Regions from separate parts of the Anser cygnoides genome. Here region 1 is linked to region 2. Evidence: chromatin contacts called from public Hi-C data. All regions are on one chromosome and are shown on one strand. The core of a region is the stretch at or near the end of the contact, and the rest is flanking DNA. Distances in the headings are between cores, read along the strand shown. Region 1 holds the start of TRIB1 (tribbles pseudokinase 1). Region 2 holds the start of SQLE (squalene epoxidase).

The links. Hi-C and Micro-C count contacts between places; a contact is called where the count stands out from the background.
Region 1: a contact with region 2 is called in a Hi-C map of liver, with 5 times the contacts expected there. The contact joins the promoter of TRIB1 here to the promoter of SQLE in region 2. A contact is called at or near these places in 2 of 7 Hi-C or Micro-C datasets (both in liver).

Annotation. Positions count from the first base shown.
Region 1 is chr2:152,296,349-152,302,619 of Taihu_goose_T2T_genome, reverse strand. TRIB1 (tribbles pseudokinase 1) reads right to left here and starts at 2,111. Exons shown (of 3, transcript XM_066990736.1): 1 at 1,572-2,111; 2 at 854-1,146. The coding sequence starts at 1,904.
Region 2 is chr2:152,105,650-152,111,578 of Taihu_goose_T2T_genome, reverse strand. It overlaps SQLE (squalene epoxidase), which reads right to left and starts at 3,771. Exons shown (of 11, transcript XM_013185051.3): 1 at 3,035-3,771; 2 at 345-597; 3 at 1-63. The coding sequence starts at 3,316.

The sequences.
Region 1 (6,271 bases), core at 862-3,361, 190 kb before region 2:
TCTCCAGTTTCATCAGATTAAGCACAACTCCATGACAGCTTCTACTTATTTTTTAAGCTTTCCACGGGACAAGCAGCTGGTCAGAGTCAGTTTTGCCGATTAACACAGTATTTCTGGCTCTGCCATGTGCAGTGATGGACTACAAGAGCAGCAAACACCCCAGGGAAAACGCTGAATGATCTTCCCTGACCTAAATTTAGAAACTAATTCCAAAAGCATGCCTGTGGAAGGGGGGAAATTGGAACCTCCTCGCTATAAACCGAGGCTTTAGGCTAAGTTTTACCAAAGCGTTTTTCTTCCTCGCAGGATATTTAACCGTGTCCCGCCCTCCCTCCTTTGCATGCCTGCATCCACGGTGTGGGGAAAGCACCACCACCACCGGTCGTGGAGGGAGCACAACAGCCTCGGAAGAGGCAGCAGATCACCTGACCAGCAGAGATTTTGGAGAGGAGACCCCTCTCCTGCTCCGCATCGGGGCTTTCCCCATCCCCTCCTTCCTCTCCCTGCCCCAGCCCTTGATTCATTCGACCCCGGCAGAGTCGCACACACGACATCTGGCACTGAGTGCCCAGACTATCGCCCCTTTGTCCCCCAGCGGGTGTCACCGAACTTGTGCTGAATGAGAGGAGCCTCACGGCGAGTTTCCTCCATTTCGTCAGTCGAGACCCAGCTACAAGCAGGCACGCACCAGTTGGATCCGTGACCTGCTCCACGCACGTGACGCAGCCCGCATCACGCAGGTGATGCCCGGCTTACACCACCATTCACGCTCCCTGGGATGCTTTTTGCCTTTCCACATGAGGCTTTCCTCCCTGCCCGCTCACCCAGAGGCTGGCCGCTGACAACCGCTTACCTTTCTTCATTGGAGAAGACAAATTTCCTGAGCTTGAGGTCACCGAGGACGATGGCCGACTGGTGGCAGTGAGCTACAGCCGAGACGATCTGCTTGAAGAGCCGGGCAGCCTCCTCTTCCCTCAGCCTCTTGCAGCTCCTCACATAGGAGTGCATGTCCCCAAAGTCCTTTTCGAAGAAGACATAGGCCTTGGTGTCCCCGAGGATCACTTCCACCACGCCGGTGATGTTCCGGTGCGACGGCAGCTGGATGTAAGGCCGGATCTTGTCCTGGTAGTGTTTGAGGGGGAACACCTGTGAAGAGGAAATTAAGAAGAAAGTTCGTTTTCAAGGGCGTTGGAAGCGGCCTCGCTCATAGCAACTCTTCCCAAACAATGACGAGGGAGCTGGAGGACAGCCAGGGCTCCGCGGGAGCGCCGCTCGCAGCGGGCTCCGAGCCCCTTTATTCGCATCGGCGAGGGGAAAGCAAAAAAAAAAGCAACCCGCAAACGCCAAACCTAAACCTAACCCCCCCCTAACACCTCACGATGACCCCCCTGGGGTACCCCAACCCCTCGCCTCGCCCCACCGCCTCAGCGAGCCCCTGTGAAGGGCGCTCCTCGCCGGGCGGCTCCGTGGCGAGGTTTCCCCTGACTTTTACCCCAAAAGAAGCCCCCGGGGAAGGGACACCCCGACTCCTCGCCCCCCCCCCCATAGCCCCCCCCCCCCCCCCAACTCACCTTACAGCGAAGCTCCCTGCCGGAGCTGACGCTCAGCGCCCTCGACACCTGCTCCCGCTCGGCCAGCGGCAGCAGCAGGTAGGAGGCGATGAGGCTGGGCCCCGCCGCCCCTCCGGCGGGCGAGGACGGGGCGCAGGGCGAAGAAGGGGCGCTGAGGCAATCCGGGGGGCCCGCGGGGCACTCGGCCAGGCGAGGCCACTTGGAGGCCGGAGCCTCCTCGGCGGGGCCGTCCGGGAGCGGCGGCAGGCGCTTGGCCGGGGCGCTGCGGCAGCGGGCGGCCGGCAGGAGGAGCGCGGCGGCCCGGCGAGGCGGCGGAGGAGCCGGGCGGCTCATGGGGGGAGCCGAGGAAGGGAGCCGGGAGGGGAGAGGAGCCGGGGGGGGGGGGGGGGGGTGTTTCGGGGTGGCTGTGGGGCTAAAGGAGGAGGAGGTGGAGGAAGCAGCGCGGCTGGCGCATCCCCCTGCTGTCCCCGCCGCAGCCCCGCGCCGTGTCCACCATCTGCCGCCGAGTCGGCGTTAAAGTAGTTGGAGGGTTTAAAAAAAAAAAAAAAAAAAAAAAAAAAAAATCGCTTTTCCCCCCTCCTACCCCGGCCCTGACGCACGGGGAAGTGGGAGGGGAGGAAGGCTCGGCCCCGCCTCGCCGCGCCCCGCTCCGCCCCGCGGCCCGCAGCGCCCCGCCGGGGGGGGCGCGGGGCTGCCGGGGGGTCCCCGCGTCCCCGGAACCCTTTCCCCGAGAGCCCGAGGCGCTGGAGACGAGGGAAGGGGCAGCCGAGGGAGAGGGGAGCCTCTGCGAAGCCCCCCCCGGAAGTGGCAGCGAGGGTTTGGTGTCAGAAAGCTCGGGGGGCTCCGTGGGGCTTCGAGGCAGCACCGCCGAGGCTTTCTGTGAGGGGTGAAACCGAAAAAAACCCAAGCCAGGCTGACCGTGGAGAGAAAGCGAGCCCCGCTCCATCGCCACGAGCCCCTCCTGTGTGCTTTCACCACAACCTCAGCCCCGCGGTTGCCTCACCAGCCGCTCTTTAACCTTTGCTCATCCCAGAGCCTGCCCCACAGCGCTGGTGCGGGCTCACCAGCATTCCTTCGGGAGCGTGGGCTTCACCACCAGAAATAACTCTACCCCTCGTTTCGAAGCCATGTGCCGTCCCCAAAAGGCACAGCATCCCCAAAAGGCACAGCATCCCCAAAAGGCACAGCATCCCCAAACGGCACAGCATCCCCAAACGGCACAGCATCCCCACGAGCAGCTGAAGCGGCCGGTGTGGAGCAGGATCAACCCCAACAGCCACCGGCCGGCTCAGGAGTGTGGGTTTAAAGCCACGTACAAGAGGTGTTCAGCCGGGACTGCCAGGAAATGGGAGCAAAAAATAAAAAAGAAAGACAACAAATCATCCCCGGAAAAAAAAAAAAAAAAAGCACAGACAGCTGTAGTTTTGACAAGAGTGCTCCAGAAGGAAACTCTCCCAGCTTTGCTGTTTACATATATGCAAATGTTCTGCAATCCGGTGCTGAGGCTCCCTAATAGCTGAGGGAGCCCCGGTTTTGTTCCTGCAGGCCCAGCACCCATCCTGCTCTGGTCCCCCTGCTTTAGCTGCAGGCAGGGAGCAGGATGGGGTCCCCGCCACTGTGGCGGTGATGCCACGAGCGCAGGTACCCGCTGGGATTCCTGGCGGATAACTGCACGGCGGAGCCCCGCCTGCCCTCAGCTACTTGTAGTGTATTTTAAGAAACACATGAAACTCTGGTGCTGGATGACTCACGGCATAGCAGTCCCATTAATGCATTTAAACATAAAATGCATATGCCATAAAGGGATATCCCAGGGGCTGCATTTTCCTTTCCTTTCTTTTTTTTTTTTTTTGTAACAGAAAGACAATTCGGCGAATGTTTGCAGATTGTTTTGGAGCGATTCACCGCAACGCAGAACGTGCTGGTTTATTTCGTTCCTCTTATAGGTGAAGCACGCACGCAGGCCCGTCGGACTTTTTTTGGTTTACGTTTCCCCTCCTGGAAGGCTGATGACGGGGATAGCGCTGCTGGCTGAACTGGGTCAGCGGCTTCTGCATTAATGCACCGCTTGCTACGTCCGAGAGAGCGTGAGGTGTGGTGAGGAGAGCGTGTCAGGGATTTCGGGGACAGGGGCATGGTGTAGGCGCTTGGCCAAAATAGCGACAGGCCTACAGAAAGGTACTCATGGGTGCTGTCAGTGTGCAGCAGCATCTGGTCGGTGCCCCCCGGCTGCTACACAGACAGAAGAGTTTTGGCTCTGCTGCCAAAATGTGGCTGAGGTGAACCCAGGTTAAATCTGGCCGGCAGAAGGTCTCTGCATGATGGGGGCAGCTCTTCCCAGCAGGAAACCTTCACTGCTTCTTTAAAACTGACATGCTGTTGGGTGCCCATACCATTAATATCATGACTGAACGTATAGTAGCGATGCAGAGTTAACAATTAACCAAATTAAGAGTGCTCCGTACCATATTCTCAGTCAGGTTTGGGTATGGATCATAGGGAAAGGTCCGCATCCAGCCTCCTCCTCACCCTCACCAAGTTCTTTCCAACATGCCGCTGAGCGGAAAGAGAAGTGATTCCAGGTTTGGGGTTTCTGTCTTTTCTAATTTTGGCTGATCCACAAAATAAAAAAATATATACATATCCAAAAATAAAACCAAACCAAACCACCAACAAAAAAAGAGATGCCAAGGGTGGCTGGCCGCACAGCACTGGTGCTTCTCAGAGGGCCGAAACTTGTCCTCCTCAGCCGTCTCTGCCACTGCTTGCATGCGAGCCTGTTTTTTTACAGACCGGTGCAGAAAGAAGCAGCAATTCAAAGGAGAGTTTTGTGGAGAGCAGAACTGCTGCAGCATTTCAGCATTAGAAGGTTTTTGCACGACGTGGGCTACTGCACCTGCCATAGCAGACTCGTGTTCAGACACACTGGAGGTCACTTCACGGGTTTTTGGGCATCCAGGTGTATCACCCACATTAGTGCCCTGAAATCACAAGCCATTGGGGTCTGCCTTCTTCTCCCTACTCAAGCTTTCATCATCTCATCCCCTCCTCCCACCCCCCCCAAAAAAAAAAGATTTTCCTTGAGCTACCTGCTTAGCATACACAAAGAGAGAAACTCAGCTCTACCCAGCAAATACAGGGAACCAAACACCCGGCCCTGGATGCTCCAAGAGCAGTAAGGTGGGGCAGGGGTGGCCCTTGGGAACACAAGTCCTTGTCCTTGGCAAAGGACAACAGTGCGCAACAGGCACTTCCCAAGTCCCGAGGAAGTCTAAGGAGTTCCCAGCCAACGGGAACCTCGGGCATCCCTTCTCCTTGCATGTTATTTTAAGGAAATTTTTCTTCTGTGGCATTCAAGCATCTACCTGTCTCGCCCTCAGCCCGTGCCTACGCTCACCTGCTCAGCTGCTTCTCCTGAGATGCTCGCAGAGTTATCTCCACTGCTCCACTTCTCTGACCCTTTATCTCTGTAACTGGAGCAGCCGGCGGCAATGAGAATTGTGTAACCATCTCCCCACTTCCCAAGTGCTTGGGACAGGTCTGGTTACTTTGATAATGTGTCTCCTGGGATACACAGCGTAAATCTCTATTAGATTAGGCCACTTATAAATAAACTGGGCGCTTGCTATGGGAAGAAATTAAAAAGTCATTATTTTAGTTATCGGATGACGGACGCATGACACACAAATGTCTCAGTGAATATTAAACTATCAGGCAAATGATGTAAAATAACTATCCTTATTTTACAAGTCATCTCAAGCCATGTAATGATATTTAAACTACAGCTAGCCTTTAAGCCAGTAATGTAAAACCAGCAGAGAGCCCGTGATCTGCTACGGAGTTGCTGTATACTCTTCCCGTGCAGAAAAGGCTCGAAGAGAAGTCGTGTGGCCAGGTGATAAAGAACTTAAAAGCCCCGCTTTATAGCAGGAATCACATCTGTGGTAACCCTACAACCAGCCTTACACATTGTGAAATTCAGTGGCAGATTCAATGCTAAGATATAAAACACATGACAGGCATGTAGTGACATCAAAAGAACTGAAATGTAATGGCGTTCAGATGTCTCCCCTCGAGCCCTCCCAGAAACTCTTCTGAGGGCTGCTGTTGCTAGGAAAGCCGAATAATTCCCTTTTGATAACCCTGTTGTTATCAAATCCAGGGAGTCTCATGAGCAGCACCTCCTGACTTCGTTCCTGTGTGGACCGAGGAGCATGAAGGCTTCTTCTGTTGCTTGTGAGATGTGTGAAGGCTCAGGTTTTAAACCTCAAATCTTGTTTTTACTTCAGAAGTTGATTGCACAAGCGGACAGTGAATGAGCGTCTCTCCATTTCCCTTGCGGTCAGAGAAGATCCTATTCATACTGAGTTTACAAGCAAACACTTCCTTTGGTAAGCTTCCCATGCAATTCAATTCATGTGCGTGCTTTCAAGCTCTGTCGGCGGGTCGGGACTAACATCCGAATAACCGCGTGAGGCACAGTCTCTCCCCAGCCCCGCTGCTGTTTTTAGGCAGCACTTTGAAACAATAAATCACACGGGTTGTAGGTAGGTTGACGCCGTTCTGTTAAGAGATGATTACTCATGCAGAAGGCTAAGCACATCCATGGGTACCCATCGCATGATTTACACGCATCCCAGGATTTTACCTGCGTAACAATCAATGTGATGTTCCTCCCTCTTACAGTTACTGGCTTGCAG
Region 2 (5,929 bases), core at 2,522-5,021:
TGGTCTCTATGTCATGAATTATGTAGCCATTTACTGTTTGCGCATCAATACCTTCTACTGTATCTGCAAAATAAAAGCCAGTAGAAGAGTTTTAAAAAGCCTTTTAAAAGCTTAATAATGTATTGAAAGTTTTTATTTACGTAAAGTCCAATTTTCTTAATCAAAACATAAACATTGAAGAAAGAATATTTTAAAATGCTTTTAATTCCATTAATTTTAATTCAAATATACATCACCGATAATCTATTTCTTCATCTTCCCTGTAGGCATGCTTTTTCTAAAAACATTATTGAGTGTAGTAACTGTTGTGTAATAGAGAAAGGTACGGTTTGAAATGCACTCACCTTCAAGACCCAAGTCTCTAAGCGCGTTAAAGCCTCCAGGTTGCAACAATTCTCCAACTATCCTGTCGGGTTCTTTCAGATCTCTCTCAATTACAGTCACTTTTCTTCCATCCCTTGAGAGCACTGTGGCCAAGGAAGAACCAAGGACACCCGAACCCACAATGATAATTTCTGGATCGTACTGCGGTGATAAGGCTGTATTTGTAGCAGTCTCTGTCAGATGAATGTCTGAGAAGTTTACTTCTATTTTACCCTGCAGAAAAGAAAGACAAAGTTACATGTGCTGATAATATCTGTATCAAAACCTTTCCAGAGGGCTGACCTTGGACTAGTTCTACTTTCATCCAGCAGACTGAGAGCATTTGTGGTTGGACAGCAGCTTCCTGTTTAAGTTTTGTTTAAAATGAAATCAGTCGTACTCTACAATGCAACAAAAACAAATCCTAGAATCGTTTGGTTGGAAGGGACCTTAAAAATCACGTAGCTGCAACTCCCCTGCCATAGGCAGGGACAGGTTGCTCAAATCAAGCAGGGAAAACAAAACAAACAAATCAAGACTCTTTATCAGGGACTGTAGGGTTAGGACAAGGGGAAATGGCTTTAAACTAAAAAGGGTAGATTTAAATTAGGTATATGGAAGAAATTCTAGACTCCAAGGATGGTGAGGCACTGGCACAGGCAGCCCAGAGAAGCTGTGGATGCCCCATCCCTGGAGGTGTTCAAGGCCAGGCTGGATGGGGCTTTGGGCAACCTGGGCTGGTGGGAGGTGTCCCTGCCCCTGGCAGGGGGGCTGGAACTGGGTGGTCTTTAAGGTCCCTTCCAACCCAAACCATTCTACGATTCTAAGATACCTGCTTAAAACTGCCATCCTGATCAAAGAGGAACCATTAACATAGCCATGGTCTCAGATATACTCAAAGTCAAGTTCCTACAAAAGGCAGTAAAACAAGGCTGCCCCATCCTCTTGATCTATAAAGTAATATTCCAATGCCTTTGTATCAGTGAGTTCCTACTACACGGTGAACATTGCACTTAGCCATTTAAAAAGTTACCATATCCACTGGAAAATGTATTTCTCTAATTTTAGCGTAAGTGAACCCATGTGTCAAAAAAAAAACACATGAATGGAAATACTCAGCATGGAAAAATGTCAGGAGAAATGGCTATGTGGGAAACGTTATCAAGAACTGGTCCTACAATGAAAGCTCATCAAACAGTCAAAATACGTGCAAAATTGCTATATGCCTGCACTTAACTGCCCAGATTTGACATACCTCAGGTTACACACCAACTAACATGTACCTGGTACCTGAAGATCAACTGTGTTACAGTAAACTCCTAACAGCATTTAATCACTTAGTCTTCAAAGTGCAGAAAAGTTTCAGCACAAACGTGCAAGTTGTTTCTCCAGCGGCTAGAATAAAGCCTGGGGTGCAATCCACTCTTACAAATGCCTCAGCACTACATTGCTGACAACAGTAAAAATACGATTACATCAGTGAAATGAACGGCCAGAACAACACAGGCACCAGGATTTCTAGGGGCATTGTGTCACGTTTATATCTACCACTCAGCAAGGGAGTGCAAAAATAACAGTATGAATTTGAGCAATGCAAGAAATGGGGGTAAAGGCAGGCTTTTACCAGCAAAATCAAATAAAATCCAGAACCTACCAAAAAATTCATAGGGCATGCATCCAAAAAGTTTCAAGTGCTTTTGTGCAAGGGGTCAGTGCTCAGATATAAAATAACCAGAAGGACTGGGGCAGGTAGCCAAGCAGTGCTGACCCGCAGAGGTACTGCATATGCATGTCCACTTCGTGCTCTTAGATTGCAGCACCGCTGCCAAACTCCAGCTCTGCCCAGCGCTCACAGCAAGCCTCGTGCTGGGCACAGCTCACCAGACTGGCTACTTGAGCTTGGGCTCTGTAATACTGTGCAGGCACTATTTTATCAGGAACTCCCAAATAAGTGCATCTGCAGCTCTCCAGACCAATTTGCTGTATGCAGAAATATTAGGATGATGACCGCAGAACCACAGAAAGGCCGAGGCTAGAAGGGATGGATCTCTGGGGACTATCTGCCCAAGCAGGGACGCCCAGAGCAGGGTGCCCAGGTCCACGTCCAGGCAATTTTTGAAGATCTCCAAGGAGGGAGACTGCACAGCCTCTCTGAGCAACCCGTGCCAGCGCTTGGTCCGTACAGAAGTGCTTCCTGGTGTGCAGATGAAACCTCCCGTGTTCACGTTGTGCCTGTTGCCTCTTGTCCTGGCACTGGGCACCACTGAGAAGAGCCTGGCCCCGTCCTCTCTGCACCTTCAGAAATGTGCACACGTCGATGGCAGTCCCTTGGTGAACGCCCCCTGCTCGCAGCCCTTCCTCACACGAGATGCTTCTCTCCAGTCCCCACAACAGACTGGCAACGGAATACATCTTTCTGCTCGTACAAAAATCCCTTACTACGACATTTTCCTTGAGCAGTCACACGTCGCTTGACTTCACAAAACCCCTATAAACGACTTTCGCTGTTCGCTTGGCCCCCCGGAAACCAACACCAAGCACGACCCACCGGTCACCCAGGACGTAAAGACAAACCCTCCCCAACCTTCACGGCCCTCACCGGGGCACAGCCAGAAGGCACAAGGGGAGGCCACCCCCACCCCACGTGCCGCCACCTCCCGACCCCGTTTACCTTTCGGGATTTGGGTGCCTCGACCCGCCGAGCCCCCGCGCTGGGTTTGGCCCAGAAGAAGCCAACGAGCGGCAGCGCCGAGAGGACGTCGGAGAGCATCCCCGGGTGGCTCTTCTGCCGCTGCTGCCTGGGCCCCCTGAAGTGGTACCTGTAGGACAGCAGCAAGCCCAGGGAGAAGAAGACGAAGGCGGAGAGCAGCAGCTCCTTGTTGGCGTAGCTCAGCAGGTCCCCGCACTTCTTGTACACGTAGATGAACGAGGCGATGCCCAGGAAAGTCCACATCGTGCCGCGCCGGCCGCCGCTCCCGGCAGCTTCCCTTAGAGCGTTAACGCGGGCTGATGCTCCCCAAATCAGTTTCTTTTTTTCTTTTTTTTTTAAGGAAGATATTAATTAGAGAAACGGAGCCAGGGCTTGCGGCGCGATGGAAGGGGGGGATGGCAGCGAGCCCAGCCCCTGCTCCAAAGGGGAACCTATAAAAACCGCCCTCAGACGTCTTCTTAAAATCCCCAAGGACCTGTACAGCACCTGCGGTGCATTCAAAAAATAATAATAATTAAAAAATAATAAAAAATGAAATGATATATATAAAAAAAACCAACGCCTGCAGCACCTGGGCTGCCACAAGGGATGCTCACGAAGCTCAAGGCTTCTCTCTATGATGATTCCCTTCCCTACCCTGGCTGTGGGGCCGCCCCTCTGCTGTGCCCAGCCTGCCCCTATCCCCTATCCCCCCCTTATCCCCTGTCCCCTTGTCCCCTATCCCCTGTCCCTTGTCCCCTGTCCCTGTCCCCTGCCCCGGTCCCAGCCCGGGGGGGGGGGGGGGGATTAGGGGTGGGAGGGGGGAGCGGGCTGGCGTCCAGGGGGCGGGGCTATGCTAATGAGCCCCTGGCCCCGCCTCCCCCTCGGCACCGCGCGCCCCGTGCCCCAGCGGCGGCTGGCCAATCGGCGGTGCTATGCCGAGATGGCGCTATGGGCGGGCGCCCAATCAGAGGGCGGGGAAGGCGGGGCTTGCGCCCGCCGTGCGGCTAGGGCGATGTGACGACGGGAGGCGGGGCGGTCGCACCGCGGTTGCCGTGGTGACGGGATAGGGAGGGGGGCAGCCCCGCTTCCCGCGCTGCTGCCTCACGGCGCCGCGCATGCGCGCTGCCGGGGGCGCGGGCCCCTCAGGGGAGGTGGAGGGGCTGAGGGGGTGGAGCGTTGTGCAGCCTGAGGAGGTTTTAAGGCTTTTATTTTATAAGAGAAGTGTCTGGGCGTACGGCTGCAGGGCAGTGAGAGGGGCAGGGGATGGCTGCCATCCAGTCAGCCGCAAACTGAGCCCAGAAATGTAAAACCAAGGGATGGGGGAAAAGGATAACGTGCCCCAAACTCACAGACAGGAAGGGGAATCCAGAGTTTTGGTCCTCGAGTTACTTCTCGGGCTGGGTAAAACCAACGCAACAAAACAAATAATCCCTTTTTTAGCACTAAGTTCCTCAGGAGCAGGCATAAGTGGTCCTTCGTGCTCTCTGTAACCTGCAAACTGTTCTTGAGCTGAGCAGGTGTGGCAGCAAACAATGCCGAGTGTGAACACGGTACAATGATACTCAAAAGCAACGAAGTTATAAAACATGTCAGTACCCCACTTCACGCAGAACTGTTATAAGAACGACCAAAACCAAGCACGCCAATAGAGCAGTGCATTCAGGCTCAAGGGAGGAGATGAGACCCTTGCAGTGGCAAAATGGCACCACAGCGGATTGTGAAGAGGGGAAAAACTTTTAGCAATATCTTGTGCAGTAAAAAAAAAGGACTCAAAACAAATAGGTAGGCTTGTATGAGTAAAGGCAAAAATGGGAGCCAGTAAAAGAACGGGGTTTGGTTCATTCCTCAGCTAACTCAGGCTAAAAGTAAAGATGTGTCAGGTAAAGAGATCAAGCACAGGTTTTTCTATATAATAAAGACACCAGTTTCAGTCTTATCCAGTGATGGTGCTCGTCCCCTTAACTATGGCATGAACTTTGGTGCAACAGAGACATCCATAATGATAGGCATCTACTGGTAAAAACCATGTTCGCAGGCAAGCACAGGCTGCTTTTCCCCAGTTTGAACTTTATATTTAAGTTTTATATTTAAAACACTTGAGACTGAACCTTTTAGATACCTCTGCACTTGATTTATTCTGTTCAATTCACTCATGTGCCTTAAGCCTGCTTAAAATGCCTGTTTTATGAACTGGGTGTCACAGAGTTGCTTGGTACTTTGGAAGACAAAACTAAACCATATATAGCCTTCTGGGCATTTCATGTCAGGGTCCAAGCATGAACAGCAGCACAGTTTTTAAGTGAGAGTGTTCACTGAAACCAACACAATCCTTCTGAAGACTAGGACAGGTAAATCAATTGACAAACATGATCCAAAAACTACTGAAAATAAAAGCAGGGTAATGCAAATACCTAGTAAGAGTTGGACAAAGGACCAGTAAAATTTAAGGAGCTAATAGGAAGAAGGATGGTGTTTAAGAAAACTGAAGCAGAGTGATGTGAATGAAGATGCTGCTATGATGATTTTAAGGTTAGAGTGAGTTCAGGTTCCTTTTAATTTCAAATACCAAAAATCCATGTTAACCCCCAGCCTGGATCCTGATTTATGCAGCCGGAAGGTTATTTGCATCAGCTCCCTGGTAACATGGAAATGTGATCCACTATGGAAAACCAACTTTCTGTCCTGTCCAAGTCATGCTGTGGACACACAAATGCTGCGTCTGAGACAGAGGAGAAGGCAGTAATATATGGCTGGTAAAAAACAGTGAGCGTGGGTTCTCTTCTGCTGCAGGTAGTAATTAGATCTTATTATTGAATAACAAAACTACACACTTGTTCGCCTTCCACCCCAGCAAATGTTGATGCAATGCTTGTG